4 separate regions of the Mus musculus genome follow, and regions 1, 2 and 3 are each linked to region 4. The links are chromatin contacts, called in public HiChIP or PLAC-seq and promoter capture Hi-C maps. All regions are on one chromosome and are shown on one strand. The core of a region is the stretch at or near the end of the contact, and the rest is flanking DNA. Distances in the headings are between cores, read along the strand shown. Region 1 holds the start of Gfus (GDP-L-fucose synthase). Region 2 holds the start of Zfp707 (zinc finger protein 707). Region 3 holds the start of Exosc4 (exosome component 4). Region 4 holds the start of Eppk1 (epiplakin 1).

Evidence for each region. HiChIP or PLAC-seq counts read pairs in DNA pulled down with a chosen protein or histone mark. Capture Hi-C pulls out chosen DNA fragments and counts their contacts.
Region 1: a contact with region 4 is called in a FOXA1 HiChIP or PLAC-seq map of pancreatic cancer cells. The contact joins the promoter of Gfus here to the promoter of Eppk1 in region 4. A contact is called at or near these places in 1 of 115 datasets of contacts at active chromatin or transcription factors (pancreatic cancer cells) and 1 of 9 other capture datasets (adipose tissue).
Region 2: a contact with region 4 is called in a promoter capture Hi-C map of liver. The contact joins the promoter of Zfp707 here to the promoter of Eppk1 in region 4. A contact is called at or near these places in 3 of 39 promoter capture datasets (the SN4741 cell line, macrophages and stem cell-derived epiblast-like cells), 1 of 484 Hi-C or Micro-C datasets (liver), 1 of 115 datasets of contacts at active chromatin or transcription factors (effector CD8 T cells) and 3 of 9 other capture datasets (adipose tissue, liver and pancreatic islet).
Region 3: an HNF4G HiChIP or PLAC-seq map of pancreatic cancer cells shows a contact between it and region 4. The contact joins the promoter of Exosc4 here to the promoter of Eppk1 in region 4. A contact is called at or near these places in 4 of 39 promoter capture datasets (embryonic stem cells, liver, neural stem cells and 1 more), 3 of 115 datasets of contacts at active chromatin or transcription factors (double positive thymocytes, embryonic stem cells and pancreatic cancer cells) and 2 of 9 other capture datasets (adipose tissue and liver).

The regions. Positions count from the first base shown.
Region 1 is chr15:75,928,434-75,931,133 of GRCm38.p6, forward strand. Gfus (GDP-L-fucose synthase) reads right to left here and starts at 1,385. Exons shown (of 11, transcript NM_001357005.1): 1 at 1,286-1,385; 2 at 459-616; 3 at 1-110. The coding sequence starts at 604.
Region 2 is chr15:75,967,799-75,970,498 of GRCm38.p6, forward strand. It overlaps Zfp707 (zinc finger protein 707), which reads left to right and starts at 1,325. Exons shown (of 4, transcript NM_001347040.2): 1 at 1,325-1,606. The coding sequence starts at 1,499. It also overlaps the pseudogene Eif2s3x-ps1.
Region 3 is chr15:76,326,080-76,328,779 of GRCm38.p6, forward strand. Exosc4 (exosome component 4) reads left to right here and starts at 1,318. Exons shown (of 3, transcript NM_175399.4): 1 at 1,318-1,584. The coding sequence starts at 1,414. It also overlaps a transcript of Oplah not described here.
Region 4 is chr15:76,118,788-76,121,487 of GRCm38.p6, forward strand. It overlaps Eppk1 (epiplakin 1), which reads right to left and starts at 1,408. Exons shown (of 3, transcript NM_144848.2): 1 at 322-1,408. BC024139 (cDNA sequence BC024139) reads right to left here. Exons shown (of 16, transcript NM_001142968.1): 11 at 2,637-2,700; 12 at 2,083-2,376; 13 at 1,672-1,896; 14 at 1,467-1,551; 15 at 1,216-1,349; 16 at 730-1,042. The coding sequence ends at 959. It overlaps Gm52196 (a long non-coding RNA gene), which reads left to right. Exons shown (of 3, transcript XR_003951574.1): 3 at 1-361.

The DNA.
Region 1 (2,700 bases), core at 135-2,634, 190 kb before region 4:
AATCCAAGTTGTATTTGATATTCCGGAAAAGGCCGCCTACCATTGCAGCGAGATGGATGACGTGGGTGGGCTGTACTTTCTGGAAGAGTGCTTGGGTTTGGGCTGCATCCCTGAGGGAAGCCAGGATGTCAGGGGAGGGCTAGGGAGGCCTGAGGAGATCAGGAGTTTGAGGCTTGGGCAGTGAGTCTAGAAACTGAATGGATCCATGGCTGGAAGGGCAGCCACAGAGACAAGTAGCTAAGTTCAGAGCTTTAGCAGCTGTCGGCTGGGAATCCCGGAACTACAGGAGGATGTTTACTTAAGAGCACAGCCAGCAACTACAGCCTGTCACCTGGCAGGGAGGACCCAAACTCGGGGTAGATTACTTCTAGGCTCAGGAACAAACCCGGTCAGGGTATTATTCTGTCTGGAAAGGGAACCAAGAGGAGGAATTGGGTCTGAATATGGTCGCAACTTACGTCAGATCTGCATCTTTGGAGGAGACAAACACCCATTCCTCTCCAGGTAAGCCGGCCCCATCTGCAACCACCTTCTGGATGGCTCTACCCACCAGTCCAGAGCCCCCTGTCACTAGGATCCTCATGGATCCATGGGGTTCGCCCATTATGGTCTGCACCTGGAGGGCCAAATGGTGTAAGCTAAGGAGGATACAGGATGTGCCATTTTCCCTACCCCATTCTCCTTGGCCAATGGCAGCAGGCACAGAATCAAAACTTCCAAGGAGGAGCGACAACAGGCTGACAGACACACCCAACTCTGTTCCCCCAGGAAGTCCTTTGCCCTGGGCATTATAGCTTCCTGCTGGCCGCCATCCCAAACAAAGTAGCTTGGTTCCAACCCATGACCCTACTAGGCAGAGGAAAGGTACACCTCATCCCTACGACTGCAAAATTAGGGCTGGCAGGTCCCTGCACAGATCATAGCGGCTGCTTCTCCCCAACGTTCACCCTACAGACAGACAAGGGGCGGTGCTCGTACTTGGAGTCCCGTACCCACAAATGCTGAGCTGATAGCCTACGGTCTAAGAAAGCCTAGTAGTTTAGGGCAGGGTGCACCGCTGGACGGCCTCAGGACGCTGGAATTTTTTACGGTTTCTGTAGGGGGGCTCTGAACCAGCCGCATGGCTCCACCGTTACCAAGATGAGCAAGGGCCCGGGCCCCAAACCCCTTGGTTCCCGACCCAGCCCAACCCCACGTAGACCCACAATGCGAGACGTACTCTTACGGCCCTGACCAGCCTGCGAGATCCCCGGTTTGCTGCGCCGAATCCAACTGTAAATCTCACCTGCGATGGGTTCCACCAGCCCAAGAGCTACTTCCGGTGCACAATTCTCCAGCTATTCCCGGTTCAAGTGGAGGGGGGCGAGACCCTCCCGGGGAACTCTGGGAAATGGAGTCTTTGTCACGCGCCAGTGAGGCGCGGGCCCTTCTGGGAAATGTCTTCTGGGCCTCACGGCCATCTGGGAAACCGAGTCCTGTGGGCGGGGCGGGGATGGTCCCGTCTCACCGCTGGAACTGCAATGCAGAGGACAAGCTGCACACCTAGACACACTCTAGTGGTTAAACGGACACAGGTCCCTCAAGGGACTAGTGGGCTGGCAAGGAATCTCCAGTTCTTATCCTGCAAGGAAAATCATTTCCCATTAGCCGGTCTGCGTGTCTGAGTGGCCAGGCGCCTGGCTGAGCCAGCATCCCTTACCAGTTGTGTGTTCCAGCCAAGAGTTCACACAAGACTCGATTTCTTTACCTAAATTGAGTATTTTAAAGCAGTGAATAAAATCTCTTCTACCTCGACAACATCTTAAAGTGTGTTTCATAATGAAAAATTAAAATATCAGCCAATGTTGGAATGGTGTTTTTAAAGGTACTTAACTCCAAGCCTGTTCGTCTGAATTCGATCCACTCGGATCCACTTACTGGAAAGCCAGAACTGACTTCCACAAGTCGTTCTCTGATTTTCACGCTCACACTGTCCCACACATGTACCCATACATAAAAACTAAATAATGTATAAAAAAAAAACCTAAAAAATATTGGTTATGAGGAGGTAAGTAGGACAGCAGATTATTCAGTTTAGCTAAGTTTATATGTCTATCAACTGTGATAGTAGTGTTAATTTAAAAATAGAGACACAGGCTTAAGAATACACACACAGAGTGTGGGAGAGCACACTCTACCTTTAATTCCAGCACTTGAGAGGCAGAGTCAGGCAGATCTCTGAATTTGAGGCCAGCCTGTTCTACAAAATGAGTTCATCCCCCTGAGCCTCTTCTAATTTTTTTAAATCTATTTATTTTATGTATATGAGTACACTGTAGCTGTCTTCAGACACACCAGAAGAGGGTGTCAGATCCCATTACAGATGGTTGTGAGCCACTATGTGGTTGCTGGGATTTGAACTCAGGACCTCTGGAAGAGCAGTCAGTGCTCTTAACCGCTGAGCCATCTCTCCAACCCGCCTCTTCTCATTTTTATGTCTTTTAAATGACTCATTGAATTTAGTTAGAGTTTGCAATTGTGGACCAGAGTCTAGTACAGCTGTTACCAGCCCCTTCCAGTGTTGAGGAATAATTCTATTTTGAGTAGCCCAGTTACTTAGAATTTATTCCACAAAAGACAAATTCATCCCATATGAAACCACAGCCTCTTTAAAATGCCTCAGATCTATCATTTCTTTTTATTTTACCTTATTTTATTTTT
Region 2 (2,700 bases), core at 75-2,574, 150 kb before region 4:
AGAATACTACCACCAGCTATACCTCCCTTAAGGTCATCGACTTCACAGCCAGGTTTGTTGACATCAGATGGACTGATAACAATGAGATGGGGCTCTGAAGTAAAGTCTCTTGGGGCCACTGGTATTTTCTTCACTATATACTCACAGACAACTTCAATATTATACTTCAGTTGAGCAGAAATTGGAATAATTGGTGCCCCTTTCTGCTATCGTTCCTTGCACAAATGCGAGATTTTGCTCATATTGTTCCTTAGCCTGACTTTCTTTTACCAGATCAATTTTATTCTGTAAGATCAAAATATGCTTGAGTTTCGTGATTTCTACAGCAGTCAGGTGTTCGGGCCAAGGGCATGATTCATTACTAGCTATCAACAGAAGAGCTGCATCCATCTCTACTGCACTGTTCAGCATCGTAGCCATCAAAATATCATGGCCAGGACAGTCAACAAAGGAAACATGTCTGACTAATTTGAAGTTCCCTTTGGCCCCCAGAATGTATGTAGGAAACTTATCTGGTGTACTGCTTCCACATGATCTGGTCTAGGACAACTTGAGTCATCAAAGTTTATAAGTCTTAGCATGAGCATGTCCAAGCTTGATGGTAATGTTTCTTTCTAGCTCATTTTTGAATCTGACAGTGTGAACTCCAGAAATAACCTTCACCACGGTGGACTTCCCATGAGCTCCATGACCAGTTGTAACAATATTAATTGTAGCTTGTCTGCTGATAACTTCACGTGAAAGTGGTGTCAACTTGGTAACATCCCCCAGCCATCTTGCTCAGAGGGGAAAGGACGTATCTTCCTTTCCATCTGCTCAGCTATCTTATGGTGGGACGAAGGCTGCCTAAACTAGAATTAGAATTACAAATAAGTTTGCATCTTTCAAATTAAATTTGGCATCACAGTGGCCTAAGGGTCCAGTGACCCCAATGAACAAAGTAGGAAATCCTGACCCATGCCACTAACATGAAGCAAACTGGCAAACATCAGTTTAGACAGCCATAGGACAAATTCCAAACAAAGAATGTTGATGGTTCTGGCTGCTTGAGAACTGGAGATAGGTTCTCTGGGGCATGGACATTTCTGATTTGAAGCCAACATGGTCTACAAAGAGAGTTCCAGAATAGCCAGGGCAACACAGTGAAACCTTGTCCCCCAAGCCCATCAAAACAAACACCTCCTTCCAGTGGGCTCAGGAACACACGAAAAAAAACCCACAGACCACCCATATCAACGGAAGGGCTGGGCCCCTGGGGGCGGGCTCGCGCACACTTCCGCCCTTTTATCTGGCCCCGCCCTTTAAGTAGCCGGAAGACGCTTCTGATTGGCGTATTTCCGCTGGAGAGTTGAAGTCAGTGCGGCGCGCACGGGAGTTGACGTTTAAAGGTGCAGGAGCTGGGGAATCCGACGGTGGTGCTGCTTTGGGTTGCTCTGCTCCGCGCCACTGCGCTTGCGCTGAAGCCGACCCTACCCCCGGCATCCCCCGCGGCCTTCAGATGCGCCGGCGTCTTGCTGCAGCTGCTGCTCTCGGCGAAGCTCGACGAGAGCGCTGCTTCCGACGGGGCAGCGCTCTTCCCGAGCGAGCTAACGGCGATGCTCCTCCGGTGAGCTCGGACCCTCTACCCCCAATCCCTGGCCCCGCGCCCACCTGGGTCCCCTTGGCACGGGCGCTCGGGTTTCCTGCTTCTGGCAGGTACCGCGCTCCGGCGGTCCTAGGGTCTCAGTCTGGGTCTGTCTGCTCCTGCTTTCCAGGACTACAACTTTCTGTTTTAGTGTTTCCCACACTCCCTGCTCTCCGGCCTTGAAGTCCAGCCAGGCTTGTGGCACCAGTTCTGGTGTTCAGATGAGAAATATATATTCTGGTTTTATCATGCAGAGTTTGTGGTTGGCAGTCACTACCCAGACCTGTGTTTCCCGAGCTTCGGGTCTTCCAGGTGTGTCCCAATTTGCAGCCTTGCTAGTCGAGTATAGATAAGAATGCATATCAGCACAGTGTAGGTGGTTGGTTAGTTATGTCGCAATGTCACAAGGTTGAATGCCTCTAGGCGCAACTTTTGTGATAGCTGTTAAAATAATTTATAGCCTGACTGGCCTCAACTTGTGCTGACCCCTTTGCCTCTGTCACCTGAGTGTTAAGATTAGTTAGGTTTTTTTTTTTTCTCTCTCTCTTTTAAAATGTTATCTCTTAGCTGGGCAGTGGTGGTGCACGCCTTTAATCCCAGCACTTGGGAGGCAGAGGCAGGCGGATTTCTGAGTTCGAGGCCAGCCTGGTCTACAGAGTGAGTTCCAGGACAGCCAGGGCTACACAGAGAAACCCTGTCTCAACCCCCCCCCCCAAAAAAAAAAAAAGTTATCTCTTTCTATGTTAATTTTTAGAAGTGATTCTAGATACTAGTTCTTTGGCAGAAAACGATTTGGAAATTCTTTCTCTGTTGCTTGCCTTTTAATCTTTCTTTAATCTTTCTAACTCCCTTTTAGAATCAGAAACTCTCTTGTTGGTTTCATTAAATGTTGTTTTGTTTGGCTTGCTTTTTAACTATCCCAAACGGTCTTTGACATAGCTTTTTCGTCAAAGTTGGTGTAATGGTTAATTTCTCAACTTGACGCAATCAAGTAATTTGGGAAGAATGTTTCAAGGGATTATTTAGTTCCGGTTGGCTTGTGGGCATGCCTGTGGGGAATTGCCTTGATTAGCTTA
Region 3 (2,700 bases), core at 68-2,567, 210 kb after region 4:
GTATTTCTCTGTGTAGTCCAGGAACTCTCTGTAGAGCAGGCTGGCCTGGAACTCAGAGATCTGCCTGCTCCCACCTTCTGAGTGCTAGGATTAAAGGCTTGAGCCGCTCCAGCTGGCTGGTGTGATGTTCTAACTCTCCTAACTCTTCAGAACTGAATGCGCCTTCCCTCCAGGACACCTGTGTTGTTCTATGTCACACTCATCTCTCCAGAGCATACTCCTTTGAATATTCTTGCCCACAAGGGTGCATCGTTGCTGTCTGTGACAGCGGTGCCCTAACTCTCCTAATAAGGCCCACCTGAAGAGTAATTTCAGCTCAGTGTTCTTTCTGTGAATCTATCTTTTATCTATAACAACAACAACAAAACCTGAGGACTGTTGATTTCATATTCCGAGTGAAAACACTCCAAAAAAGTGTATACTAAATGACCCAATCCTTAAAAATAAATCAGAATTCCGGGCTGGTGAGATGGCTCAGTGGATAAGAGCACTGACTGCTCTTCCAAAGAAAGGTCCTGAGTTCAAATCCCAGAAACCACATGGTGGCTCACAACCACCCGTAATGAGATCTGACGCCCTCTTCTGGTTTCTGAAGACAGCTACAGTGTACTTAGATATAACAATAAATAAACATCTAAAAACACACTTTAAAAATAATCAGAAAAAAAAATCAGAATTTCAAGCCCTACTATACAGATGCATATATACAACTGCAGGCCCTTTGTGTTTGTATTCAAGTGATAGAGAAACTTATTGGGCAAGGTAAGGGAGGGAAACTTATGGATTTAACCAAGGAAATGAAAAAAGGAAAAAAAAACAAACAAACAAACTAAGCCACAGAGATAATAATCATGTGTAACAAACAACTGTGCTTAGCTAAACTGACCACGGTAAAAACCACGCGGGCAGAGGACCAGGTTTGATTCCGCAGCACTCACACAGTGGCTCACAGCTGCCTGTAGTTCCTGATCCATGGGATCTGACGCCCTCTTCTAACTTCCACAGCACTAAGCACACATGTGACGAATAGACATACAAGCAAGTAAACACTCATACAATAAAAATAGATATACAATTAAAAAAAATAAGACCAAAAAATGTCTCTGCTCGGGCCAGCATCTCCAACAAACCAAAGACGTCCGGAAGCCAGTCTTCTTGGCGTACCTACTCCAACAACCCGGGAGAAGCACAAAAACCCGTTCGCCTCGGGCCTTCCGTTTCCCGGAACTGAAAGGCTTAAGTCGAACATTCAGAAAGCCGGGGATGCCACAAGCCGCAGTTCCCTTTGACCGGAAAGCGACTAGGCTACCGGAAGCTATAGTTCACCGAGACTGAAAAGGAAACGTACCGACGGAAGTCGTAGTCCTGAAGGTCCAGGTCGAGCTGTCGGAGGCGGAGTCAGGACTGTACATCATGGCCGGGCTGGAGCTCCTGTCCGATCAGGGTTACCGGATAGACGGTCGCCGCGCGGGGGAGCTGCGCAAGATCCAGGCGCGGATGGGCGTGTTTGCGCAGGCCGATGGCTCGGCTTACATCGAGCAGGGCAACACCAAGGCACTGGCGGTGGTCTACGGGCCGCACGAGGCGAGTAAGCGGCGGGGACCGGGGGCTCCTGGCCGCACATCAAGGGAGGAGACCTAAGTCGTACGGCTTAACTCCTGAGCCCATGCAGCAGTATACTACAATCCCATCTGAGTCCCTGTGGGCCTCCCGGCAGAAAGCATCTCACACAGGTTGTCCCAACGTGTTGTAGCGGGGATGATGTGAGAACCTGGCTTCTTTTGACTTCATCTTACGAGCTCTTTCTCTTGGCCGACTTCCATTTCAGTCCTCTTTGTGTTGCATCCTCTAAGCAGTGAATATAATTATGCCCTGAGTTCTCAGGAAAATTGCGTCCCTAACATGGCCCTCAAATTTGTGTGTTAGGCCCCGTGAGGTACTGAGAATATCGGTTTCTTTAAGAACCCAGTTATGTTATGTGATTATGTTTTTGTTTTGATCCCACGTGTGGGGTATGGAGCTGCTTCAGATTGCCCTCAGCCACTATGATTTGTCTCATGCAGGGACCGGGGGCTTGTGATCCCACCTCGAGGGAATATACCTGTGTCTTACAGCTTAAGTCCTCCGTCTCAGTGGGCCCTCTGCTTAGCCTTTTTTTTTTTTTTTTTTTTTTCTCACGGGCTGCCCGCTTCATCTCTGAGGTGCCTCAGCCAGCCTGGCGAAGCTCCACTCACTCCCTGTTCCTTCAGCTCATTCTTCCCACATCTTGTCAGGAAAAGGCCTCTCAGGCTATTTCTGCACCTACTACATCGATTTTCCTGGGTCTTCCACCTTGCTTGTTTCTCTACGGGAACATAAACTCCTAAAACAAGGACATTAAATTATCTGCCTTTATTGCTGTGTCGCAGTGCTGTAGCAAGGCTGGCAAATGTGCACATTTTAAGGTTTGCTAGCATATGGAGCTCGGCTTTCTAGGTGGATGATCAGGTATAGAACACATGAGGGAAGACTTGGTAGGGAGAGGGACAGTAGATCAAATAGAGTTGAGGAGTTACCAAGGAGGTGAGGACCCAGGGCTTTGAAAGTCAGGGAAATTGAGATTTTTTTTCTTTTACATTACTGTAATGGGAAGCTTCTGGAAGGTAAGTAAAATATTAGTGTGTGGGTTACACAGTCAAACCAGATGTTTGTAATCATGGT
Region 4 (2,700 bases), core at 158-2,657:
CACCCAAGGGCTATATCCCTATGGCTGCTCACCCTAGATGGACAAGGATTACAGCACCTGCAGGGCCAAACAGCACACCACACATCTGCTAGAAACCAACCCACACCCTCGCGAGACCGCACAGCAGCCTGGCAGGGTCCTCAGTTTCCCGAACGATCCCAAGACTCAGGGGCCTCCCACCTCCCATCTGAGCTCAGATGACCCAGGTAAATGGGGCCCAGAACGGTCCCGCAGCCCCTCACTAAGTCCGCCTGGGGCCGCTGGCCTCTGGTTCCCACAGCTTTTCAGTTTCGGTTCTCCAAACTGCCCTCATTTCCTCACCTGTCGTGACAAGGCTGGCGCGGTCCTCTGTCTCTCCGCTCCCTCCACGCCGGGAGCCCCGCGCCACAAGCATTTAAATCGGCATGGCCCCTCCCTATGTTGACCCAAGTCCCTTCCCCATTGAGGGCGGTAGGCGGGGCTGAAAGCCAGGTTGGGCACCCCACAGGACAGGTGGAGTGGGCAGGTGAACACAAACTAAAGCATGGGGCAGGGCTACCTCTGAGCAACTCAAGCTGGGAGAGGCTGTTGAGTTGCAAAGTCCCTCCTTTCCTCCCTCCCTCCCTCCCTCCCTACTACAAGTCATTGAAAAAGAATGCGGGCCTGCTCTGGGTTGGGAGTGGAGAGCAACATGGGCTCTGTGGCTTTTGAATGAAGTTTGCAAGGGAAATGAAGACCCACCAAAGAGAGTTTCAGTTCCCCAAACTCCTCTTTATTGCTGAGAGTGAGAGACATGCCGGGACAGTGGCGGTGCACGCCTTTAATCCCAGCACCTGGGAGGCAGAGGCAGGCAGATTTCTGAGTTCGAGGCCAGCCTGGTGAGAGACCCAACCCCACTCTGTGTGCTCCAAGCTCCTGCTCAGTCCCTGAGCATGCTCTGCCACGGTTTCCTGTCCCTATCTTCTGGATCTTGGAGTCTTCACAGCTCCTCAGTGGACTGCTCTGAGGTTTTGACCTTGTAGGAGCTGGAGTCTCTGCGGTCTTTGACAATTGGCAGCCCTGTCTGCAAGGGGTGGCCAGGCTTCATCTCACCATTCAGCTCCCTGACATTTCCCACCCCCCTGGGGCTCAAATAAGTTCCTCAGTCCATCTGAAGGACCCAGCATCAGGAGAACCTAGCATCAGGAGGACCTAGCATCAGGAGGACCTAGCTCTGAAGCCCATCCCAGCTCTCACCTTCAGAGACAGGGGTCTGTTAGTGCCCATTTGGTTGGAGGTCCAGAGCCTCAGGGTGATGACCTCAGGGGCTGGCACACTAGGAGTCCAGCACAGGAACCTTTCGTGGATCTTCTGGCTGGTTCTCCCCTTTGCTGCTCAGAGATCCCATGTCGCTAGGCCAAAGCAGATGGCACACCTCTCCTGCCCATCCACCACCACCACCACCACACCCTGATGACTTACATGTCCTGTCCTACCCCAGCTCTCACCTCTGACTGGGTCATTTTTGACCAGAAATTCATCCAAAGCTGCCCAACCACCTCCAACACGAACCATCATGGCTCCTCGAGCTGCCTATGGAGCCAGAGGTGGGGGGAGTGGGGTTATGACACCAAGCCTTCAATACAGGGGTTGGGGCAGTTCCTGGGGCTCTGTCCTCCCCACCGTTACAGGCCCACACTCACACCTGCTTACCAAGGCTCCCTGGACCTTGGGCCTGCCTCTGGCCCCTGATGCACTTGACCCTTCTGGGTTTCTTGCTCTGACCACGCTATTGGGCTGTTTCTGGCCACTGGAGAGCCCTGGCTTGAATGTGATGGAGACCTTGTGGAGAGGCCCACGTCTCCCCCAGTTATAGCTAGGCCAGCCTTGTCCCACGCTGTCCTGCTCCTCAGTTGACAGGAAGCTATCTGCAGGATCCTACTGGGAAATGTTTCAATGCTGCCTGTGGCTTCGGGTACAAAGCACACCCCAGACCACTTTATTTTATGACCAAGTCAATACAGATAGTGTCTTTACAAGACCCTGGTGTATGTTGGCTCCTTGCTGGGAGGTAAGACCAAGTCCTTTTCATGTGCCCAGATCTATGGATCTATCTGCCCTTACCTGTACCTGGTGGCCCTGTTCCAGCCGTTCCCACTGGTCCCTTTTGTCCTCGCTCCTCTTGCTATGCTCTGGCTTCCTAAGACTCCAGTTCTCCATGACCTCTGACCACCATGGCCTCCAGCTCAGTTCTTTTGGAATCTTCCCCAGGAGGCAAGCCTTAGCTCTACTCGCCAGATCCCCAGGCGGCTCCTGGTCAAGACTCATCAAAGCCAGTATCTCCCTTGGGGCTCGAGTCCAGTACTTTGGGGTGAGGGCCGGAGGCATCTCCTCTAACAAGCTGTGGGCTTGTACCACCTATGCATTAGGGGGAAATGTTAGGGAACTTGGAGGACCCCATGCCAAAATTGCCCACCACTTCACCACCTCTCTTGAGCCAACGTCCTCATCCCCCAGAGCCTCTTAGAAGTTCTGCCCAGCACTTTAGGCCTTCCAGCACCTCCAAATGGTCTTACAGAGGGTGTGGCTCAAGGACAGATGTGTCCAGTATCAATAGGCTAACCCTGGATTGCTACACAGTTACAGTACAGGCCAGAGCCTCTGGCCACTGGTCCCACCTTGATCCCCAAGGGTTCCGCTTGGCTCAGTCTATGGGGGCACAAGACCAACTTCTCTACAAGG